Regions from separate parts of the Triticum aestivum genome. Here region 1 is linked to region 2. Evidence: chromatin contacts called from public Hi-C data. All regions are on one chromosome and are shown on one strand. The core of a region is the stretch at or near the end of the contact, and the rest is flanking DNA. Distances in the headings are between cores, read along the strand shown. Region 1 has its middle 140 kb from the start of LOC123077892. Region 2 holds the start of LOC123077892 (putative ubiquitin-conjugating enzyme E2 38).

Region 1 (6,157 bases), core at 49-2,548, 140 kb before region 2:
CCTTTTTATGTGACGCCCGGCACGAAGGCATCACACTATACCGTGCAACGCCTCACAGATAAGCGCTACATGCCTGGCCCGCGTTGCACGCCAGACTGCCTAAAAATTGCTAAGTCATTGTGCAGAGCCTAAGAGCTAGGCGCTGCACTGTATAGTGTGGCGCCTAGCTCTCAGGCGCTGCACTAGTGATTGCACTACAAAATGAAGCAACCACTAGTGCAACGCCTAGAAGCTAGGCGCTATACTATATAGTGTGGCGCCTAGCTCTCGGGCGCTGCACACTGACTTAGTAATTTTCGGATCACACGGGTGTGACGCTGGCCAGGCGTGTAGCGCCTATCTGTGAGGCGTTGCACAGTGTAGTGTGGCGCCTTCGTGTCGGGCGTCACACAAAAAGGTCAGCCGCATGAAATAGTTTCACGGGCAGTTCATTCTGTGATTTGATTTCGTTCATAGGTCAAATTTGTCAATTTTGGCCACGCACACAAGGCAAGATACAAAGGATGCTGGAGAACAACTACACGTCCACATCAGTCCATACAACTCCAAGAAAATGGCAGGTGGGAAAGTGAGGACTGCTTGAAGTGGCCCAAGAACTCAACAGTGAACTAGTCACCACGAAGTGGAGAAGCTGCGGCATGATGAACCATAAAATCCAAAGCAGCGTCTTCAGAAATGTCACGACACTGGAGCGTTGCCATCGCCTGATCCAAATATCAGGGTTTCCCTCGAAGCACATGGAGGACTAGGACTAACCACGACGCCGCCTTCAAAATGGAGACAAAGCCCAGATGTGCCGACGCCGTCAGTCTGACCATAGCCAGAGCAGGTTTTCACCCCGACAAGAGAAGACAGGGGTCTCAGCTCAGTGGTCAGGGTGTAGTGTTGCCACCCAGCCGGCGAGGGTTCGAACCTCGGTTCTTACACCGGGTCTCACATCTTCTTTAATAAAAAAATCAGTAGGGGCTTCTCCCCCTACTGGTCGAGTTTTTTTTCAAGACGAAGTATGGCTAGTCGCAACTCGCAAGGACACCTGCTGCATCACCGCCACCGCACGCCGTACTACGGCCACCACACCGCTCACACGGTCATGATAACCAGCCAGCACCTGAGCCGCAGGCTCCGCTCACGAGCACCGTGGCTCCCACCACAAGGGCTAGCCGCAGGATGTCGTTGGTGACACACATGTCGTTGAGGCTACAAATGGTGCTCAGGTCCAGGCCGCGGAGCACGGAACGGCCGGTCAGGTCCAGGTCCTTGGGCATTTATTCCTATCAGGAACTCAGTACCATAATTGCTGAATCAATAGTCCAGACGCATACGCGGCTCTCTGACCCTTTCATCCAGGAGATGGGGATGGCTGTAGTAGGTGAGGCCTAGCAGCAACAACGGCGGAGTGTTTAGCTGCTTCCGCGCGTATCGGTCGGCATCGGCATCGGCATCACGATGCCGTCGCGGCGAGGACAAAGTACGACATCAACGTGAACAAGTGATCGCGTCCTTATAAGCATCTGCCCATCCATTTTCCTTGGGGGCTTCAATCACGCTCGCTTTGTTTCCCACAAGTGAAGCCAACGGAAGATCAAACAGGCCAGGGAATCGCCGAGAGCGACGATGTGTGCGGCTGCAGTTAGAGCATCTCCACTAGGTCCCTCAGGAAGCCTCCCAGGAGTAAATTTTCAGCGCCGGCGGGTAAAAACGGTCCCAGCCGTACTCCCACGGCCTCGTTTTGCGCCGGTATTAGCGAAAACTACGGCCGGCGCTGGCAACAGAAACGCAGAAAGCTGGTGTTCAGCTGGGGGCACCGGCGCTGTATTTAGCTGCTGCAAGGCCCACTGCCAGCCTCTCTCATTCTTTCTCCTGCGTAGGCCCACCGCATGCAGCATGCAAGAAGCTCTCTTCTCTCTTCGTCGCTCGCGCCGTTGAGTAGAGGCGCCTAGCAGAGCTGCCCGTCATCGCCGCCGACTTGCTGTCGCCCCCGGCCCTGTCGCCGCTCCTTCAACCACGTCGCGATGGCCGCGCTCGGCAGCGCATCCACGCTTCTTTGCTCCCGCTCTGCGCGCCTGGTTCGGCCGTGTCGCGTGCGTCCCCGCGCGCCTGCGTCGGCCCGCACGCCGGCCCATCCGCGTCGTCGCGCTGCCCCGCCATGAAGTCCCACAAGAGTAAGAGCCGCCCGTCCTCTCCAAAGCGGTCGGCCGCTTTTGCCGCGCCGGTGGCCTTCCTGCTCGTCCTGATACTACACGAACCGGACGCGCCACCAGAACTGCATGAAGTTCGGCAAGCCGAGCCTCGAGTTCCTGCGCTGCCGGAGTGGAGAGCTCGCGCGGCCGGCCGCCGTCGCCTCCTCCTCGCCACCGCACGCCAGGGGGCGCGCCTCCGCGGCCTCCTCTCGCCCTCCCCTCGCAGGCCACCGCGCAGCCCAGCTCGAGCTCGCCGCCTGCCGCTACCGCTCGCCGCGCGCCTCGCCCTGGCTGTCGCGCGCCGTCCTGCACGCACCGCAGCCACGCGCGCGGCTGCTCCGGCTCCGGCGCGCCGTGCAGCTGCCTGAGCACGTCGGCCCGCAGCTGCAGCAGGGCCTCGACGGCGTCGTCGAGCTCCTTGACGCGCTTGTCGCCGTCGGCCAGCGGCTGCCACCACTTGCCGAAGAAGAGCACGACGAGCGCGCCGCCGAGGGCGAGCGTGGCGAGCACGGCCGCGAGCTGCATCTCCATCTCCGGCACGTGGCGAGGCGGCGAGCAGCGCGTCTCCAGCCCGTGCAGCTCGACGGACCCGACGAGGTGGAGGCGCGTCTCCTTCCCCGTCGACGCTCGCGCTCCTCCGCTGGCTGGAGGTTGTCGACGCCGCCGCGGTCAAGGTGCTCGACGAAATGCCGCTCCGTTTGTGTGAGTCCAACACTGCTCGTGGGGAGGCAACGAGTGGAAAAGTTTGGCCCCCCAGGCCAAAGTTCTCGCCGGCAGCCCCCCAGGAGGCGAAAAAAATGCCTCCTGGGGGGCAAACGGCTGGAGATGCTCTTAGGCACACGTGGTCGAGTAGTCTCTTGCGCGGTTGCGCCGTCTGAGCTGGGACAAACATCGACGCTTGTGCTCGGGTGCTGGGTGTTGGGTGCTGGCATCCGGCCGCAGACGTACTCCTGGGAGGCGGCACTGGGCGGGGAAGGCCGCTCCTGTGCTGGTTTTGCTCGCCGTGTTGTGGCTCGGTCTCATCGAGGAAGTGCAGATGAATTCGCCGGTGAGGTGGATGCGTCCTACGGAGGCACCGGAGAGGGTGCGCACGGCTGCGGGGTGTTTAATTACGAGTTCTTAGACTCAAGCAAACCCTTGCTCAGCCGGGGATCCAGCTTGCATGCTCCCTCCTCATGGTCCCATCCGTGCTCCCACCTCATCCTACGGTTGTCTTTTTCCCTTTTTCCTTTGTAATCTAATCATCTCCCCCCTGATTTTAAGAGGGTGGGGCCGGGCCTTATTTTGTTCCAATCAAATCAAGCCACGTATGCGGGAGCACGGATGGGCACACGCGCGGGGAGCAGGCAAGTCTCGTCCCTCAGTCGGGTACTGCGGTAGAGGGCGCGGGAGATCTAGGGAATCGACAAGGAGATGAAGAGCATAATTAGTTTGGTGTCAAAAATTGGCATGCCAATGTTTGACATTGTGCCAAATATTGGCTACTACTTGATTGATTTCTGAGTCGTCTCGCCATCTCACAGAAAGTTGCCAATAGCTGACAAGTGTTAGTATTGCCAATATTTGGCTAGCAGCAAATCAATAATGCTCGAAGGAAGCGCGCTGGGGGGGGGGGGGGGGGGGGGGGGTTGGGGGCGTCCGCGTTGCCCGGTGGCTCTTCCAGGAGTGGGGCACTGGGGCTAGAACATGGAGGTACGATGATGTGGGGATCACCTATCACTAGTCAATGTTTCAACCATGGTCAAACTTCTCGAAGGTGACTCAGGGAGAGTTGTCTTGTTTTTACAGCTCAATGTATTAAAGCCTTGTTCGGCAGTCATCCAACTCACAGTGGAGCGCATGTAGCGACCCTTCGGCCACTCCAAGAAAGTAGGCTGCGGCCCGCCCCGCTTCGGCGCGGAGCTGCGGAGCGGAGCGTTGCCGAACATGGCGTAAGTTCCTGATTTTAGAGATCGGAGGGTGATGTAACCAAAATGCGGAAGTTGAGGAGTTATATACACTCTTTTTCAAATATAATGAGTTCAAGCCCGACCATTATATAGGTAAAATGCACATAAACAACAAGACACATATCCAAAAATATTAAAAGTCAAACAAATAATATCATGACTGAACTGATCGCTGAGGGGGGGATAAGGGTTGACCCATAGTCTACAACCGCCATCCATGTTAAGCAAAAAAATTCTTGGTCATATGCCCCATACGCACACACGCCACAGTAAGCAATTATTTTTGCTCTGGTCATGCAAAATATACCACGAATGGAGATGGTGCATACATGGATAAACAACATGCAACAGACATAAGTGACTCCATTTTAAAAGCAAAATTGTTTCAACATGTTCAAAGTGACCAAACTAAATTGCCAAAATTGTTTCAACATGTTCACAGTGACCAAACTAAATTGCCATCCCACTCTTAATGTTGCGATAAATGCCCCGTAACCAAGTGTTAATTTATTTATTTTGTAACATTATGGAACTGATCAAGGTAGAGTCCCCTTTGACGATTAACCATGTAGCGCGACTCAACTTGCATTGAAAAAGGGGTGTTTGTTTTTCTGTTTAATATCCGTGGCATAAACATTTCTTACTTCCAAGCCAATTACGCTTCATGAGGTTACACTTAGTTAGTATTACCCCTTAGGACGGTACCACGGGACATCAAAAGGTTTGGACACATTTTTAGTATCCATATTTGTGTATTCCTAAATGGCGCATCACAATGGAGTAAAGCCTGGTACATGGTGTTGACCGTAAGGCACCCATTCGATCAAACATTCTACCATAATCCATTGTGCCCTTGCAACAATTGGACTTCTGCCAAAAGCCACACAAGGGCAATCAGTGTCTCAAGCCTAGGACCAACTAGGTCTTGCCTGAAAGATGAAGTGGGAGGTGAGGTTTGTTATGCACAGTATGTAACAAGGCTTCGAACGTGTTTAGTTGCTTATATACACCTCAACAAGGCCATGAGGATGCAACTTTGACCCGTTTGGTTGCCTGGCCTGCACTAAAATCTTGGTCCCTATGAAAGTTAAAGCGCCACCCAGCCAGACCCATTAGGAACGGACGAATTGGTCATTTTCTCCCAGCCAGGCTCTCAACGTGCAGGGAAGTGGGCACGACGCCAAGCACATGCGAGCCGGAAGATGGCACGAGCTTAATTGTCAAATCAGTATCTTTTATCGAGCAATGTGAAATATCTTCAAAAAGATTCTTCATAAAGAGAGAAAGGAATAGCACTTATACTAGCTCCAATACCATACAAGCCATGATAACAATGAGTATCAATCTTGAAAGAAATATTAGAAATGCCAAAAACATTGGAATTTCTTTGATGTAAAACAATATCAGTAGCTTCTTCACAGTACTGGATAATTTGCTCATCTAAATTTTCAGTCACAAGATCTTTAATCATAATTATTTGAGGTTGTGTTTCAACTAGATCATAAGGTTTATATGTTTTTAATAAACCTTTGTTAAGTACAATAGTTACCAATGAGTGTTTTTTAATCCTAACAAAAAACAGTGGCTTCTCAACATAAGAGAAGCTAACACCGAATTAACATTATGAACTTGCAATTCCCTATTAGAAACAATATTTTCTTTATAAGCATCTTGAAATGGGTACTAACACTTCACCCACGTTTCCTTCGCATGAGCAGCAAAAGTTTCATAAAAAGTTGTCAAACATTTCAGAATCAAGTACAAACTTAGCACTAAGTTCATGAAACACATCGGTTGAAGGAAATATGCCCTAGAGGCAATAATACAGTTGTTATTTCCTTATATCATGATAAATGTTTATTATTCATGCTAGAATTGTATTAACCGGAAACTTAGTACATGTGTGAATACATAGACAAAACAGAGTGTCCCTAGTATGCCTCTACTTGACTAGCTCGTTAATCAAAGATGGTTATGTTTCCTGACCATAGACATGTGTTGTCATTTGATGAACGGGATCACATCATT
Region 2 (7,065 bases), core at 3,658-6,157:
TTCTCTCACAAGCAAAACATGATCACACCTTAGTACTCTTTGGGTGTTAATCACATAGCGATGTGAACTAGATTATTGACTCTAGTAAACCCTTCGGGTGTTGGTCACATGACGATGTGAACTATGGGTGTTAATCACATAGTGATGTGAAATATTGGTATTAAATCACATGGCGATGTGAGCTAGATTATTGACTCTAGTGCAAGTGGGAGACTGAAGGAAATATGCCCTAGAGGCAATAATAAAGTTATTATATATTTCCTTATTTCATGATAAATGTTTATTATTCATGCTAGAATTGTATTAACCGGAAACATGATACATGTGTGAATACATAGACAAACAGAGTGTCACTAGTATGCCTCTACTTGACTAGCTCGTTAATCAAAGATGGTTATGTTTCCTAGCCATAGACATGAGTTGTCATTTGATTAACGAGATCACATCATTAGGAGAATGATGTGATTGACTTGACCCATTCCGTTAGCTTAGCACTTGATCGTTTAGTATGTTGCTATTGCTTTCTTCATGACTTATACATGTTCCTATGACTATGAGATTACACAACTCCCGTTTACCGGAGGAACACTTTGTGTGCTACCAAACTTCACAATGTAACTGGGTGATTATAAAGGTGCTCTACAGGTGTCTCCGAAGGTACTTGTTGGTTGGCGTATTTCGAGATTAGGATTTGTCACTCCGATTGTCGGAGAGGTATCTCTGGGCCCACTCGGTAATGCACATCACTATAAGCCTTGCAAGCATTGTAACTAATGAGTTAGTTGCGAGATGATGTATTACGGAACGAGTAAAGAGACTTGCCAGTAACGAGATTGAACTAGGTATTGAGATACCGACGATCGAATGTCGGGCAAGTAACATACCGATGACAAAGGGAACAACGTATGTTGTTATGCGGTTTGACCGATAAAGATCTTCGTAGAATATGTGGGAGCCAATATGAGCATCCAGGTTCCGCTATTGGTTATTGGCCGGAGACGTGTCTCGGTCATGTCTACATAGTTCTTGAACCCGTAGGGTCCGCACGCTTAAAGTTTCGGTGACGATTGTATTATGAGTCTATGTGATTTGATGTACCGAAGGTAGTTCGGAATCCCGGATGAGATCGGGGACATGACGAGGAGTCTCAAAATGGTCAAGACGTAAAGATCGATATATTGGACGACTATATTTGAACATCGGAAAGGTTCCGAGTGATTCGGGTATTTTCGGAGTACCGGGGAGTTACGGGAATTCACCGGGAGAAGTATTGGGCCTTATTGGGCCATACGGGAATAGAGGAGATAGGTCAAAAGAAAGGAGGCACCCCCCCCCTCTGGTCCGAATTGGACAAGGGGTGCAGCCCCCTTTTCCTTCTCCCTCTCCCCCTCTTTCCTTCTCTCCTGCTCCGGAAAGGAAAGGGGAATCCTACTAGGACTTGGGAGTCCTAGTAGGACTCCCCACACTTGGCGCGCCCCCTCTAGGGTCGGCCACTCCCTCCCTCCTTTATATACGGGGGCAGGGGGCACCTCTAGCCACAACAATTGATCTCTTGATCTCTTAGCCGTGTGCGGTGCCCCCTCCACCATATTCCACCTCGATAATATCGTAGCGGTGCTTAGGCGAAGCCCTGCGTCGGTAGCATCATCATCACCGTCACCACGCCGTCGTGCTGATGGAACTCTCCCTTAAAGCTCGGCTGGATCGGAGTTCGAGGGACGTCATCGAGCTGAACGTGTGCTGAACTCGGAGGTGCCGTACGTTCGGTACTTGATCGGTCGGATCGTGAAGACATACGACTACATCAACCGCGTTGTGCTAACGCTTCCGCTTTCGGTCTACGAGGGTACGTGGACACACTCTCCCTCTCATTGCTATGCATCACCATGATCCTGTGTGTGCGTAGGATTTTTTTTGAAATTACTACGCTCCCCAACAACATCGACCGCTATCCAACATGCATCTAGAGTATTAAGTTCATAAGAACAGAGTAACGCATTAGGCAAGATAACATGATGTAGAGGGATAAACTCAAGCAATATGATATAAACCCCATCTTTTTATCCTCGATGACAACAATACAATACGTGCCTTGCTGCCCCTGCTGTCACTGGGAAAGGACACCGCAAGATTGAACCCAAAGCTAAGCACTTCTCCCATGGCAAGAAAGATCAATCTAGTAGGCCAAACCAAACTGATAATTCGAAGAGACTTGCAAAGATAACAAATCATACATATAAGAATTCAGAGAAGAACCAAATATTGTTCATAGATAATCTTGATCATAAACCCACAATTCATCGGATCTCAACAAACACACGGCAAAAAGAATTACATCGAATAGATCTCCAAGAGAATCGAGGAGAACTTTGTATTGAGATCCAAAGAGAGAGAAGAAGCCATCTAGCTAATAACTATGGACCCGAAGGTCTATGGTAAACTACTCACACATCATCGGAGAGGCTATGGTCTTGATGTAGAAGCCCTCCGTGATCGATTCCCCCTCCGGCGGAGCGTTGGAAAAGGCCCCAAGATGGGATCTCACGGGTACAAAAGGTTGCGGCGATGGAAATAGGGTTTCGTGGTGCTCTCGGATGTTTTCAGGGTACATGAGTATATATAGGCGAAAGAAGTAGGTCGGTGGAGCCACGAGGGGCCCACGAGGGTGGGGGGCGCGCCTCCCTGCCTCGTGGCTTCCTCGTTGCTTGCTTGACGTCCACTCTAAGTCTCTTGTATTGCGTTTGTTCCGAAAATAACTCTCCCGAAGGTTTCACTCCGTTTGGATTCCGTTTGATATTTCTTTTCTGCGAAACACTGAAATAGGCAAAAAAAACAGCAATTTGCACTGGGCCTTCGGTTAGTAGGTTAGTCCCGAAAATAATATAAAAGTGTATAATAAAGCTCATTAAACATCCAAAACAGATAATATAATAGCATGGAACAATCAAAAATTATAGATACGTTGGAGACGTATCAGGACCCCATAGGCCTCTCCCAGAGAGGTGCCAGACAGGCTGGGCCTCTTCTCATGAGACAATTGCAAATATGTTTCTTGTTCTTTTTTATGCTCGAAATAATAATTGCATGCCCTCGTTTTGATCCTTTTCTACAACTTTCCGGCAATTTCTCTTTTTGGGGGAAACATGTAAATTAAGAGGAAACATGCATCTAGAATCATGCAAATTGGTGAACTTACATCATTAATAAAGAGTAATTTATTATAAGAAATAGTAATACAAAATAGGCGTATCATGTGTACACCACCTAATTATCATGTACGTTCTAGGCTCCTCCACCTAGACCCCTATACTTACTGTGAGCAAAATACCCACGAGGAACTGCTTTTGGCATACCCAAAACAGGTTTAACTTAATAATGTGCTAAAACAAAGGAAAAGAAACAAGTCATGAGTACCGAGTAGTGTCACTAGTTGTGACGCGTGATATTAAACAGATTTGAAAGTTAGGGCCATGTCCTACCCAGTTATATATCCTTTGATTTTTTTTTCTGTAAGTTGACAACTTAGTATATGATTCATTAAAAATGGTAGAAGAGAGTTGCCTAGTTAATTTACGGAAAGCTGAATGAAAAACGTTGGAACATGCACATAAGACAGGGCACGCCAACCGGTCGTACAAGTAGAATAGAGTTGTGCAAGTAATTTTCGGAAAACCGGATGAGAACCATTAACATGCCCACAAGATGAAGGCAATCCAACCGATCTGACTACACCCCAGATCCTCACCCACCGCCAAGGAGAGGAATGCAGTCGAGATAGTCTATAATGTCATTGTCATCGTTTCTCCTCGAGCAAGTGACTCCAACTTCACCACAGACGACCAACCAAAAGCCATTAGACGAGTGACACACGAGAACCCTGTCAACCCATGCAAAACAATCGACCGAACGCGTCATGACTGGCCAACTCCCACTTCAATGACGAGTCCCCTCGGAGAAAGAAGTAGCACCAACATAGCTCAACCTGACCATCACATGACATCGTTGTTGTCACGTCGCCCTACGACTCTATCCGGTTTCATGCCTAGAAACATGCTGAATGGCCGACGACGAAGGACATGCCGCGACCCTGCTCCTCTTGGCACAATCATCACTGCCACATAAGCTACAACGTCACCGGATGTGAAACAAACCATGACATTCGCACCCGCACCATCAGTTAGCCATCCGCCTGAGTGCGATGTTGTGTAAGTCCAGCACCAAGAGAGCGTGAAAGGGACGGTGGCCTTGAAGGCAACACCCCAAAAGCGGGACGACGTGGAAATGACCCGATGGCTTGACCTGACCCGCACCAAAGTCTTAGGTTTTCGCTTCAAGGATATTACGCAAGGGTGGAGGAAGAGTGAGAGCTCCACAATCGGCCCTAATGGTGGAAACACCACATGCAGGCGTCATGCTCTCAGGGCTTTCATCCTGTTTTATAGATGAAAGAACTACCGTATCCATACAATGGGAATTAGGAAGGCGCTATGGCTGATGGATGTAGCGGTTGGCTCTCTTTTAATCGGAGGAGGAATGATTGGCACCATCAAAAAAATTATTGTGTTTATTCGTGGTCTGATCTGGTGCCGAAAGTCCAGGCCAGAGCATGCGCAGCGCATGTGACACGCTGCCATATACGCGGAAAGGAGCAGTGTGCACTTGCACGAATTTACCAGCATATCAGCTGGCAGGGAGCGTAGGCACGAGACGGCAGCAGATCAGTCGCTGCCTTTGCCATTGCCATTGCCATTACTCGCCGCGATCCGCTCCCAGAACGAGCAGGATTTCCACCGGACGACAGCACACGCCCCCTACAATACGACCCGTCACGTAGCCGGAGACCCCGAATCGGCATCCACCGAACGTGCCGGGAAAAATCTCTTCTCGCCGTCTCGATCAGTCGGACACAATAGGTGCCATCTGGGTGTGGTTCCACCCGCGCCGTTCGTCCCTCCCCTGGCACGTCCGTCGAGTCCAGTCGCACATTCCGACCCTCCCCATCCGTGTGGTGTGACACCCGCATTCCCCGCCGCGCCACCCCGCAAATCCTGCCTACTAAACCCTACCTCCTTCCTCCCGACCTCCCCCCGGTGCGACCTCCACCCGGCTCACGAGCGGCAGGCACCAGGAAGGACGACTGGTTGGTTTCGTCTGTTTTTTCCTCGCCTTCCGCTACGTTTCTTGTTGACCTGCAATCCGGGATCGTTTTGGGGTTTCTCGCGCTGATCTTTCGTTTCCTTTGTGGCAATCGTGGGATCTTTCCTTTCCTTCGCCGCATTGTAAGGGTTCTGATGATGCGGGAATACTCCTGCTCCTGGTTCCTGACGGCCTTGCCTGCATCCTTTCTTTTTTATCCATTCATGGGTTTGTGGTCCTACCATGGCATCCCTCATGCACTGATTGAGATTGGAGTGCCGGTGTGAGGCCGATGAGCCCGATTTCTTCTTCTGAAAAAGGAAGAAGAAAGAGCTCCTCGAGCCATGGCGATTCTCCCAAGATTTTGAGCTTAATTTGTGTTTTTCTTTTCTCCGATGGTCGTTAATCCTGGAGAGGAAATGGTTTATACTGTGAATGTTACCATGTTTATTCACCTTTCCAGCAATTGGTTTCAAATCCGTTGGTGCTTCATGTTTTTTCAGGTGCTTTTTGTGTGGGGTGGATTGGAACATTGAAGGATGGTTCTGAACAAGCTGCTCCAGCTGTTTGGAGTAGGCAAGAAGAAGAAGAAGAAGGATTCCAAGAAGAAAGGTGATCTGCCCTTCCCGATCCAACATGATTTATTTGTCACTGGTAGACTGCTATCGATTCACATGGTCGATCGAGCTTTGTTCATTTAATGATGCTTCAAGAGAATAACCTAGTTTGTTCAATGTTTTTCTCATCCGATGGGGTTGCCACTCTTTCTTCCAGCAACTCTGGTATGAATATGTTTTCCGGGTGCAGGGAGACTGCATATCTACCCTGCAGTTGTAATGGATAAAATTCTTCAGTTAATTTGGCTGCTTGCTCTGTGGTCTAGATAGTTGTATCAGGATGGTATGGTTGGACGTTTAATTTGCACTAATTTGTCTTGCTTGTGTTGGAACTACTGAACCGCATGGATTAACTCTTAGGAACCCAACAAGTTCTAAGTTGATATCTTACTACTCCCTCCGTTCCATATTACTTGTCGCTGATTTAGTACAACTTTATACTAAATCAGCGACAAGTAATATGGAACGGAGGGAGGTACATGGTTAAGAGACACGCCGCAAATGCCACATTGTGATGTGGGACATGCATTTTCACATGAAAAGTAAGAAGAATGATATCCTGGTGTAGTTAGAGTGCTACTAGAGTTTGGTTATGGAGGAATACCCAGGGTTGGGCAAGCTGGCATGGGACTGAATCTTAACACTGCCATATTACTTGGTTGGCCAGTCCCCTCCTAGCCAACCTATCCGTTTTTTTAGTTTGGTTAGACGTGAAATGGCACTATGAATCCATGTCTCTCTGTGGTTAACAATGTCTGAAGTTTGTTATATTAATTAACCCATCATGTAATAAATAAATGATTTTTTGTTATTTCGTCAATGTTCTTCTAACAAATGAATGAATCATTTTATGCAGGAAAGTCCATCAACCCTGTTTCGCAAGGTAGCCTTCCATGCCAAATGTAAAATCTTGAAATGTTCCATATGCGCCCTCTGATTAGATATAAACCTTATCAGCAGTTATCTGAAAATGCATATGACACTTTCAGTTGGTTGAGTACTCACTACTGAGTAAAGTAAGCCCTGAAATGGATCTAGGAGTTGCGAAAATCTTGACTAATAAATTACTCATGGTCTTACTGAATGCGGTGCAGCCACTTGGGAGTTGTATTTCCATTGTCTAAAACATTTGTAACCACATGTATAAGGAAGCAATTAGTTTGGTGATCTACAGAATGAGGACTGAATTACATGCATATATTATACATGTCGTATTCGCAGCCTGAGGAAATCACAGCTATTTATATATTTTAATTTATGCATGTCGTACCAGTTTTATTGACACTGTAGGATTACTTCGAACGGCATCCAA

The links. A called contact is a pair of places that touch in the nucleus more often than the background predicts.
Region 1: a Hi-C map of leaf shows a contact between it and region 2, with 8 times the contacts expected there. The contact joins the enhancer-like site here to the promoter of LOC123077892 in region 2. A contact is called at or near these places in 4 of 5 Hi-C or Micro-C datasets (leaf, root and an unstated tissue) and 1 of 1 datasets of contacts at active chromatin or transcription factors (leaf).

Annotation. Positions count from the first base shown.
Region 1 is chr3D:137,057,757-137,063,913 of IWGSC CS RefSeq v2.1, reverse strand. No RefSeq gene overlaps it. Among protein-coding and RNA genes, the nearest start is that of LOC123077892, 140 kb to the right of the region's middle. Within about 2 kb of position 1,298, at least 1 of the 8 cell types and tissues checked has an H3K27ac peak or open chromatin away from gene starts, as enhancers often do. A contact at or near this core is called in leaf, where this site is marked.
Region 2 is chr3D:136,916,411-136,923,475 of IWGSC CS RefSeq v2.1, reverse strand. It overlaps LOC123077892 (putative ubiquitin-conjugating enzyme E2 38), which reads left to right and starts at 4,907. Exons shown (of 8, transcript XM_044500258.1): 1 at 4,907-5,140; 2 at 5,640-5,748; 3 at 6,610-6,636. The coding sequence starts at 5,676.